Linked DNA regions of Macaca mulatta: region 2 is linked to region 1. A link is a contact called in public Hi-C data. All regions are on one chromosome and are shown on one strand. Each heading gives the region's core, a stretch centred on a gene start, on an enhancer-like site or on the middle of the called end of the contact. The rest is flanking DNA. Distances are from core to core; before and after follow the strand shown.

Region 1 (4,638 bases), core at 344-2,843:
TTCCTAGTGGGGATCAATGAAATTAGGCTCAGACCTGTGCCTGGCACATACTAAGCACTCAATAAACGTAGTTAATCCTGGTATTGTCTTATATTTTATTGGCCCTTCTGACTACAGCAGCACCTCAATGTAATCAGTAGCGACTCCTAAGTTCCCTTCTTGAGTCATGATTAACAACTAAGAATCATGAGACCCTCTTTTAAACTCAGGGGAGTCACTTAATCCCTGTAGGCTTCAGAGTTTCACCCGAGACAAGAGGAGTCTGAACCTGATTTCTTAAGACCTCTTAATAGGAAGAAAATCTAAGTGAAAAGTCAGCGGCTTCTGTTCTGCCTACTCAGATTCTCAAGGCATTTTTCCTACAGGTTACCGCCTGATGTTTCACTATCCAGCAGTAATGTTTCTCTTGAAAGATAATCTGTCTTTGCCAGTCTTCCATGAAGGTATTACTCCACCCCTCCACCTGAGTTCTGGCTTCATTACTTTAAAGCCGTTTTTCCTTATTATAAAATATGTGCTTAAGGTAGAAAATTTCAAAAATACAGAGAAGCATTAGGAAATAACCAAAATCTCACCATGCACTACTTAATATTTAGATATCTTTCCTTGGTTTTTCCTTTCAAAGTCTGGATCATTCTGTACATATAGTTCAGTTAGCTTCGCATCATGAGCACTCTTCCAGACCACTAAATATGCTTCAAAAACATAAGGGCTCCCATGAATATCCTTGTGCAAAGCTCTTTGGGTCCATCTGATTATTTTCTTAGGCTACATCTCTAGCAGCAGGAGAGACAGAGTCAAAGGGTAAGGGTGAGATTTGTTTGGTTATCTGCAAACAGAACTTGACTGCTATTTTAAAAGGTGCACCGATTTACACCCCTGGTGACTGGTCTATCTGAAGCTAGGTTCAAATAAGGCTTTTAGTGTTTATTTTCAAATACTTTGGCGTCCTACCCAGGTAAATACTCAGTTTGACTTCACTTTGCACTGTCCCCACGGCGAGAAGGAGCTCGCTCTGTCCCCTCGGGCTCGGTTTTGCTGGAGGACAGCACTTTGGGGCATGGCTTTAAAAGGTCAGCCAGTGCACAGGCGGAACGGCGGGGACACAGGCGGCACCACTTCACCGCGAGCCCAGAAGGGGGCGGACGACTGCTCTCCACTCTTCACACAGTCAGGCCCTCCCCAAGGACGCACCTCCAGGGAAATAGCTCCAGTCTAAATGTTAACGATCACCCCAACCCCCGCCGCACCCACTCCCCGCAGCTAGGCCTTCGGACCGAAGATCACACCCACTTCCGCCCTCGACGTCTCAGCACCTCCCCCTCCGCCCGAGTGCCTCACCTCAAGGACCACTTTGCGCATGCGCCCCAGCTCTTGGAGGTAAGCGGTGGTGTGCGGGTGGTCGCGGTGAGTGTGCAAGGCCGCGGTGGCCGCGTGACAAGCCTGCGCCACCAGTGCGCCCGCCGGCCAGGAGAACGGAGCTTGTGATAGATCCTTTCGTAACACCAAGTATTGTACCAGGACCTGCGGCTCCGCCCCAGAGGCCGCCATCTTCCTCACCACCCGAAAGGCCGGACCTACTCCCCGGTGCATCCTGGGATCAGGGCGGGGCCCTGAGCGCCGCCATGTTTTTGTACGGCAGGATCGCAAAGCACGCCGGGACCGGTTGGCTTGGTTTTGAAGACGTGGATGGCGGGAATTCTCGCCCCTGGCCTGGGTGAGCTAGAAGGGAGAAGGTAGGGGAAAGACCCAGTGTCTGACGGGACCGTGGCCAGGGTGGCGGGCTGAACGGCCTTCTTAAAACTCCTTCCGTAGCTGTGAAGCCTGCTGGACCAGAGTAGCCGGGGCCTCGGGAGCGCGCCGGGGCCGCGGGGTGGGCGCGGGGGTGGGCGCGGACTCTGCTGGCTCGGGCGCTGGGAGAGGGCTGGCGGCTCAGGAAAGGGGATCCTAGCCGTTACGTTTGTGTCATCCGCGGCCCAGGGGTTGTGCCTGAGTGGTGTGTGCCCTGCCGTCTGGGTTTGAATGGGACTAGATGCGATATGACTCTGTTGCCATTTTTCTTTTATCAGCAAGGACATTGAGGTCCCTATCACCGCTTGCCTAGACAACTTCATGGGAAGGCCCTTGGCAATCTGAGATGGAGCAGGCTAACCCTTTACGTCCAGATGGCGAGTCTAAAGGAGGTATTGAGAGGGCCGCCGCCTTCCCCTTCCTGCTGCTGCCCAAAGATGATCCGCAGGCTGAGAGAGCCCTTTCCTCCTGGAACTGACGTGGGACCTGACCTGTTTGGGAGCAGAATGGTGAAAGGAATTAACATTGAAGACAAAGGGACAGGCAGCCAGGATTATTCGAGGAGGAAAAATGGCTTCGTTTCTAGGCTCCCACCTCTTTTGAAACGGATTAAGTTGCATCCATCATATGCTCAGTGTTTATATTCTGAACTGCGGTTCTAGCCAGGGAGGTTTCGTTCCTCTCCCCGGGGTTTTTGGGCCATTTATGCATTACTCCTGAGGGAGGGCCAGTGCGGGGCAGTGACTGTAGTGTTGGTTAGAACTGGGTTTGAGTCTTGGCTCTGCCATGATAAATAAAGGGCCCTTAGGCAAGTCACTTTGTTCTCTGCCTCTGTTTTTTCATCTAGAAAATGGAGGTGAAAATGGCACGGTAGTTGTAGTTGTGGAAAAAGTATTTCTTTTGTGGTGGAATAGTATTTAATTCAAACTTTTCAAGTGAAGCATTTAGCACATGTCTAATATATAGGAAATAATGAAAGGCTTTGTAAGTGTCTTAAAAAGTAGAAAGTGTTTAAAGAATTAATTGTTAGAGTTGCTTAGAATTATGAAACTATTACTTAGTCCTTAGTCAATCCTTTGGAAACTGAGATTTGCATCTGAATTTCTGTCCAGAAGGAAGTTGCTTTCTTCTTTAGTGCCCGGTAATATTTGTGGACAGTTCTGGTTTTGTGTTGCTTTATGTCCTGTGCTATTAATACTTTTTAGAACTTTGGCATACTTAAGCCTGATGCCTAAATCCAGAGGGTTCTACGTTAGTACTTTGGGAAAGCTTGCCATAAAACCCAACTTTAAAAATAACTCTATAGTTTTAAAAAGAATTCTGAGTTTGTCAGTGAATTTGGTGATCCCGTTTTTCTCTGGGCCATCATTATCATTGATAACTATGAAGTAGCTATATTCAGCTTAAGATGACTTAAGCTGAGACTGTAGATAATAAAAGTATATGGGGTAAGATTTACTGTTACTTTAAGACTAAAAATAAGTTTGGTGACTTTGTGTAGTGGAAACATGTCACACTCAGGAGTAACCTGTTCTCTAGTCCAGGCCTAATTTTGTTTCTATTAAAATAAGCGATGAGGTGGAAGTTTTGGATTATCAAGAGACTTAGACCCGTCTCCTTATTCTCTACCGAAAACAATATTTAAACATTTAGCTGTTACCCATACTGGTTTTCTCCCTCTGCTTGGGTGATTTCAGCTTTTGGTTTATTATTTGAATTGTCCCCACTCATTTCGGAAGGAAGGACATGGAATTTTAGTTGCAACCAGATTATTTATTCGAATAGGCAGGGATTTTGACTTTTTTTGTAACCTTTTTTTGGGACAAAGCTGACTGGCTAGGGTGAGATGTCATAACTTCCAAGGTAAAGCAGGCCCAGCAGATACACTCCCTCTTTTCTCTAGTAGCAACGCTAAACAGCAACGCTGCCCCTTGGTGTAGAGGGGATCAGGTCCGTAAAGAAGCTGGGCAGGTTTGAAAGCCTGAGAGGAGAACTGTGTGGAAATGCCTAGAGAAGCAGCAGCATGATACTGTTTTGAACACCTACTTATCTCAGAAACTTTGGGAACATTGATATCTCCTGTTTTAGTAATGTAGAATTTCCATAAAGGAGAATTTGGTCAGGCATCTCCTGTACCACCCTAAATTAATCTATGTGTGTGTGCTTTTCAGATCACCTCCTGGTTGGACAGTAAATAATTTTTGTAAGCTCCATGAAGACAGGGACATCATTTTGCCACTGTAGTATGAATAACTTCCGGCACGGTCCTTGGTCCATAGTAGATTCTCAATACATAGTTGTTGGATAAATAGAGACTTGTGAATAAAGCAGTTAATCACATTCTAATTGTTAGGACTAATTTATTTAATTTGAATTTTGGTTTTTCACGATTATTATTGTAGTATTGTGGATTTTTCTGTGGACATGAGCCAAGTGAATGTAATCTCCAAGAGTGTCATGCTTGGTTGTCTGTGTTTCAGTAAATATTTCTGGGGTGTTGGCCAGGCGTGGTGGCTCACACCTGTAATCCCAGCACTTTGGGAGGCCAAAGTGGGCGGATCACAAGGTCAGGAGTTCAAGACCAGCCTGGCCAACATAGTGAAACCCCATCTCTACTAAATATAAAAATTAGCCGGGCATGGTGGCACGTGCCTGTAGTCACAGCTAATCAGGAGGCTGAAGCAGGAGAATTGCTTGAACCTGGGAGGTGGAGGTTGCAGTGAGCTGAGATCGCGCCACTGCACTCCAGCTTGGGCAACAGAGTAAGACTTCGTCTCAAACAAACAAACATTTCCGGAGTGTTTACTATGTGTCAGACATTGTGCTAGGGTTAAAGGATCCATGGGT
Region 2 (4,366 bases), core at 663-3,162, 300 kb before region 1:
CAGTTGTTAACAGTTGAAGCTGTGGAAATAAACAGTCAGCCGAAGCCAGAGGAGAGGAAGGAAAAAAATGTTGGTATCCTTGAGGATACCAACATTTGTTATGGCCCTGTAAAAAGGAGCAACCCAAGAAAAGCACACACGAACGGAAGTTCAGAAATCAGGTAGAGAGACTCATGTTGATGACAGGGGAAGAGAGTTTCAAAAAGGAGGAGTTAGCAGTATCACGTGCTGTAGAAAGGCCACATGAGAGAAGGACTGAAGTGACCACTAGATTTGGCCTTCAGCAGTTACTAGAGTACAGTGGAGACAGGAGTACCTTGTACAGGTGGCTCATTTGTTGGCGCCAGAGGCCAATACAAGGCACTTTCACACAGTCTGCATTGGACTAGATTGGGAAGTAGGCGCTACATTAGGGGACGAAACTGGTGAGTGCCCGGGTATTTTCAGCTGTTATTGGGGATAGGGACTCTGCGGGTGGCTAGAGGTACTGCTAAGCCAGAGCTCAGGAAATGCACCTAGGGCCCCAGTAGTAGGTCTCCGATAAGAATCAGGAGAATGAATCTATAAATGAATGAATATATGAATGCATGTGGGGGTGTGGTCTAGCGATTGCTTTATGAGCATGACCAGGACAGGAAGAGGATGGTGAGAGCATACAGTAAGTACCTGCCTGTGGAAGAGGCTGCCGTTGACTCAGAGAGGTGCCAGGGAGGTTGGTGTTTTCAAGGCGGTCAGGTTCCCCAGTTGGGAGAAGGGTGCGAAGGGCTTAAGGATTTACAGATTGATTTAGGGGAGAACACACAGGAAGCGAAACATCAGGAACGCCGGGAGACAGCAGCAGCAGGACAGGATTGAGGAAGGGTAAGAGCGCGAAATGGGGTAAGAATGCAAGAAAGGAATGGACAGATGTATGCTTTACAAGGCACTTCCACGGCGAGTGACTCATTCATCCTTACGACAACCCAGGGAGAGAGATGGGTATATATTGCATTGCCAGCCTTTGGAATGAGGGATGCGGTCCAGATAAGGCCATCGCGGCTCAGAGAGGCTGTTCAGCAGCTGTTCGATTCCTCTGGTGACAAGGACCACTCTACGTTTGGAAGTAGCACTTCTATCAGACAAGTAGAAAAAAAAAAAAAAAAGAGGGAGACAAGAAAGGTGTGGTCCCCTTGAGGGAAAATATCTGCGAATGACAGACATTTTACATAATTCATGGAATTGCAAAGCCAGAACGTGTCAGGCAGATCTTTTCATCTGTAAAACGAAGGGGGCAGAAGATCTTCCTTTTCTCTTGTCTAATAGCCTGTGAAATCATCTAGGCAACCACCTCCCAATTTTACAGAATAAAAAACGAGGCCTGCGGGATATGTCTCGCTCAAAGTAACAGAACACCCGAGTGGAGGGACAGACCCGGAGCCGACTCCGCCCCGTCCGCAGGGCCTCTCGCCGTTCAGCCACCTTCCCAGAAAGATAAAGAACAGCGGGAGGCGGCAGGCCCGGCGGCCTAGCTGCGAGCGCCCTGGGGTTCGAGGCCGCTTCCCGGCAGCAGTGGGAGGAACGCCCCGAGGGGAGGGCAGGAGAGGGGCGGGGAGGAGTTGAGACGGGCGGGGAAGAGTTCGGGCCTCCTTTCCCACACTTCGTTAGGACGCAGGCTGGGGCGGGCCTGCAGCCGGCAGAGGGCGCGGGGAGACTCCTTGCTCGGCGGGCCCGGCAGGCCCGGCGGGCTGGGGGCGCGCTGTCGGAGCTCGCGGGCACCGGGCCCGGGCGGCCGGAGCCGGCAGGGGAAGCGCGGCGGGCGGGCAGGCGGGCGGGCGGCCGGGAACGGGCGGGGCGGGGCGGGGCGGGGCGCGAAGGGGGCGGTGCCGCGAGCGGGGGGCGGTGGCGGCGGCGGCGGCGGCCGAGGAGGAGAACATGGCGGCCGCGGAGAGCGGCTGAAATGCCTGTTCTTCAGGCTGGGCGAGCGGGAGTCTGACGCGATCTGCTGAGCTCTGTCCTCCGACGGCTGCACCGCGGCCTTGAGCGCCTCGGCCTCCTGTTCGTTGCTGCTCCCTCGAGCCAAGCCTGCGTCAGGTTCCTTCTGCATCCCCCTGCGGGGGGACCCCTGCTCCGGAGGAGGGGGCCGGAGAGCCGCGGCGGCGGCGGCGGCGGCGGCGGCGGGCGCCTGGGCCCAGGGGGCCGGGCTCCGGGCCCGAGGAGCGGCTGAGGCCGCGGCGGCACCGCCGCCACGGTCGCGGACGAGTGCGGCGCCGGTGAGCGCGGCCCAGAGGCGGCGGCGGCAGGTGAGTGGCGGGCGGCGGGTGCGGAGCCTCCCGGTGGGTGCAGCTGTCACGAGCCGCGCGGCCGCCGAGGCCCTAGGGGGCGGGGAGCAGCTGGCGCCCCTCCGCCCCCTGCTCTCCTTTCTCCCGCTCCATCCCCCTCCCACTTCCCCGAGTTCCCCTCGCGGCCCCGCGCGGCTGGAGGGGGCGGAGGTCGCAGCTGTCACGGGCACCAGCTGGGGGCTGCTCCCTGCCGAGGGAAATCGCTGCAGCAGCGACTTCTCTCCGCCTCTTTTCCAGTTGCCCTAGTTAGCGCGGAGAGGGCGAGCATCCGCGGAGGGGGCGCGAGCTGCGCGGCCGCCTGCCCGGCGTGGGGAGCGGGCGCCCCGGGTCGTCGCCAAGAGGGGGAGCCGGAAGTCGGCGCGGGCGCCCCTCGGCCCCGACGACGCCGTGACCTTGGCCAGCCCGCTCACCTCTCGGAGTCTCGCCTGCCCGGACCGCGAAATGGGGGCGACCGCGGCGTCCCTCTCCGTCAGCGCAGCCCTCGACGGCGCTCGGGTTTGACCCCGGCGCGCTTGCTCGCCCCTTCTCCCGAGAAGGGGTTTCGGAGGTAGACATGGGATGGACACTGGACATGTTCCTGTCGCGGCCGGTGTTTGGTCCCCTTCCTGGGGTTCAGCCGAAAGGGCCGAGGAAGGGAAGCAAACATGTTGACGAGGGGCGATTGGGAGGTGGGGTTGGTTAGTGGGCAGTGACAGAATTCAGGCCGCTCTCTAGTCCCTTGGAAAAGACCTGAAGAAATCGGACACCAGGGTCTCCAGTCCTTACTACCCAGCTGTGGTGGCTGCTTTTTAATTTTTTTTAAAAGCAGTTACCCCCATGGGTAGACACTGCCCAGTCTGACGACGTTAGAGGAAGACGGAGGGGTTGACAATACAGCCTGTGTGTGTGTGACAAGGACAGGCCACGGTGTTGTGGCCGGAGAGTTTCCTGGGAAGGAAAACTTTTAAGCTGGAGGGTCTGTTAGCCTCTCATGCTTGGCCGTCCTCGTTTCTTGTAGAGGTGTTGAACAGGCAGGTGTCCTTGTGGAGAAGGTGACATTTTTTCTTCGGAGAGGGTGAATTTTTAATGTCGAGTGTGATGTTGGTAAGTGAAGGGTTCTTGAGTGACTTGCAGCCCCAGCACCCTCTGTGGATGCCAAGAGGAATCTCTGTGGCGATGATTTGTGAGGGCTGGTGCTTACATTTCAGTGATTAAGAAATCAAGTGTCTGCTTAAAACATTACTGCCGTGAAGCGTAGATTATATGGTACAGTTGAGGGGTGGATCTCAAGGGTTAAATTTGTTTGAGGTTTGTCTCCTCTTTTGAAATTGGTTGGAGGCTACTCTCAAAAAAAAAAAAAAAAAGCAAACAAAACAACAACAACAATAACAACAAAAGTTGACCATAGGGGCCTCAGCTTGTTTCACAGAAGCTATGATGTTGTAGGAAGGGGGTCGGATTTCTTCATGTTGAGAATAATGTGAAAAGAAAGTATTATTTGCTTGGGTCTCTTGGCTCTTGAACTAGAAATAGTTTTGGATTAAAGGTAGCAGTGGGGTTTGATTCAGCTTAACAAATAGTCATTCCTTGAACTATTTGCCATAAATTAGATAAAATGGAAGTGTTTCTGTTTTATCTCCTGTACTTTGTGGAAAGGTCTAATTTGGTTTTGTGAACGAATGTCCGAAATGTTTTCTCTCTGTTTCTTCTTCAGACTTGATGCTTTGGGAACAGTGGGTCACAAAGAGGGTCTGAGTTGGGAATATATGGTTTAGAGAGAAAATAGAGGACTGCTGCTTATAAGAACAGGTGTTTAGTTTGATTTTTGTAGATGTTTTCTACTGGTTATTTAACAGCATTGAGGTTTGCTTTATAAGGTGCAGAGCGTGAATTTTACATAGCTTATACTTGATCTCTTCCTTATTTCTCTCAGAAAACCTGTAGGATTGTGCCTATTGAATGGCTTTTTGTGTGGTTTAAACCAAGGGAGTGTTTTAGATCTGCAGTGGTTTTACTGGGGGGGTGGGGGGGGGGAGCGCTTGATGTAGCTAATGGTGATTGTTTCACTT

The links. A called contact is a pair of places that touch in the nucleus more often than the background predicts.
Region 2: a Hi-C map of fetal cortex germinal zone shows a contact between it and region 1, with 2.9 times the contacts expected there. The contact joins the promoter of LOC114671808 here to the promoter of PTRHD1 in region 1. A contact is called at or near these places in 3 of 14 Hi-C or Micro-C datasets (fetal cortex germinal zone, fetal cortical plate and liver).

Annotation. Positions count from the first base shown.
Region 1 is chr13:100,222,345-100,226,982 of T2T-MMU8v2.0, reverse strand. It overlaps PTRHD1 (peptidyl-tRNA hydrolase domain containing 1), which reads right to left and starts at 1,593. Exons shown (of 2, transcript NM_001193681.1): 1 at 1,342-1,593. The coding sequence starts at 1,593. It overlaps CENPO (centromere protein O), which reads left to right and starts at 1,340. Exons shown (of 10, transcript XR_013403002.1): 1 at 1,340-1,717; 2 at 2,070-2,461.
Region 2 is chr13:100,526,279-100,530,644 of T2T-MMU8v2.0, reverse strand. It overlaps LOC114671808, which reads left to right and starts at 1,912. Exons shown (of 6, transcript XM_077958772.1): 1 at 1,912-1,930; 2 at 2,056-2,238; 3 at 2,280-2,865. The coding sequence starts at 1,912. NCOA1 (nuclear receptor coactivator 1) reads left to right here and starts at 2,159. Exons shown (of 21, transcript XM_077960057.1): 1 at 2,159-2,279. LOC144333889 (a long non-coding RNA gene) reads right to left here and starts at 1,462. Exons shown (of 2, transcript XR_013403021.1): 1 at 1-1,462.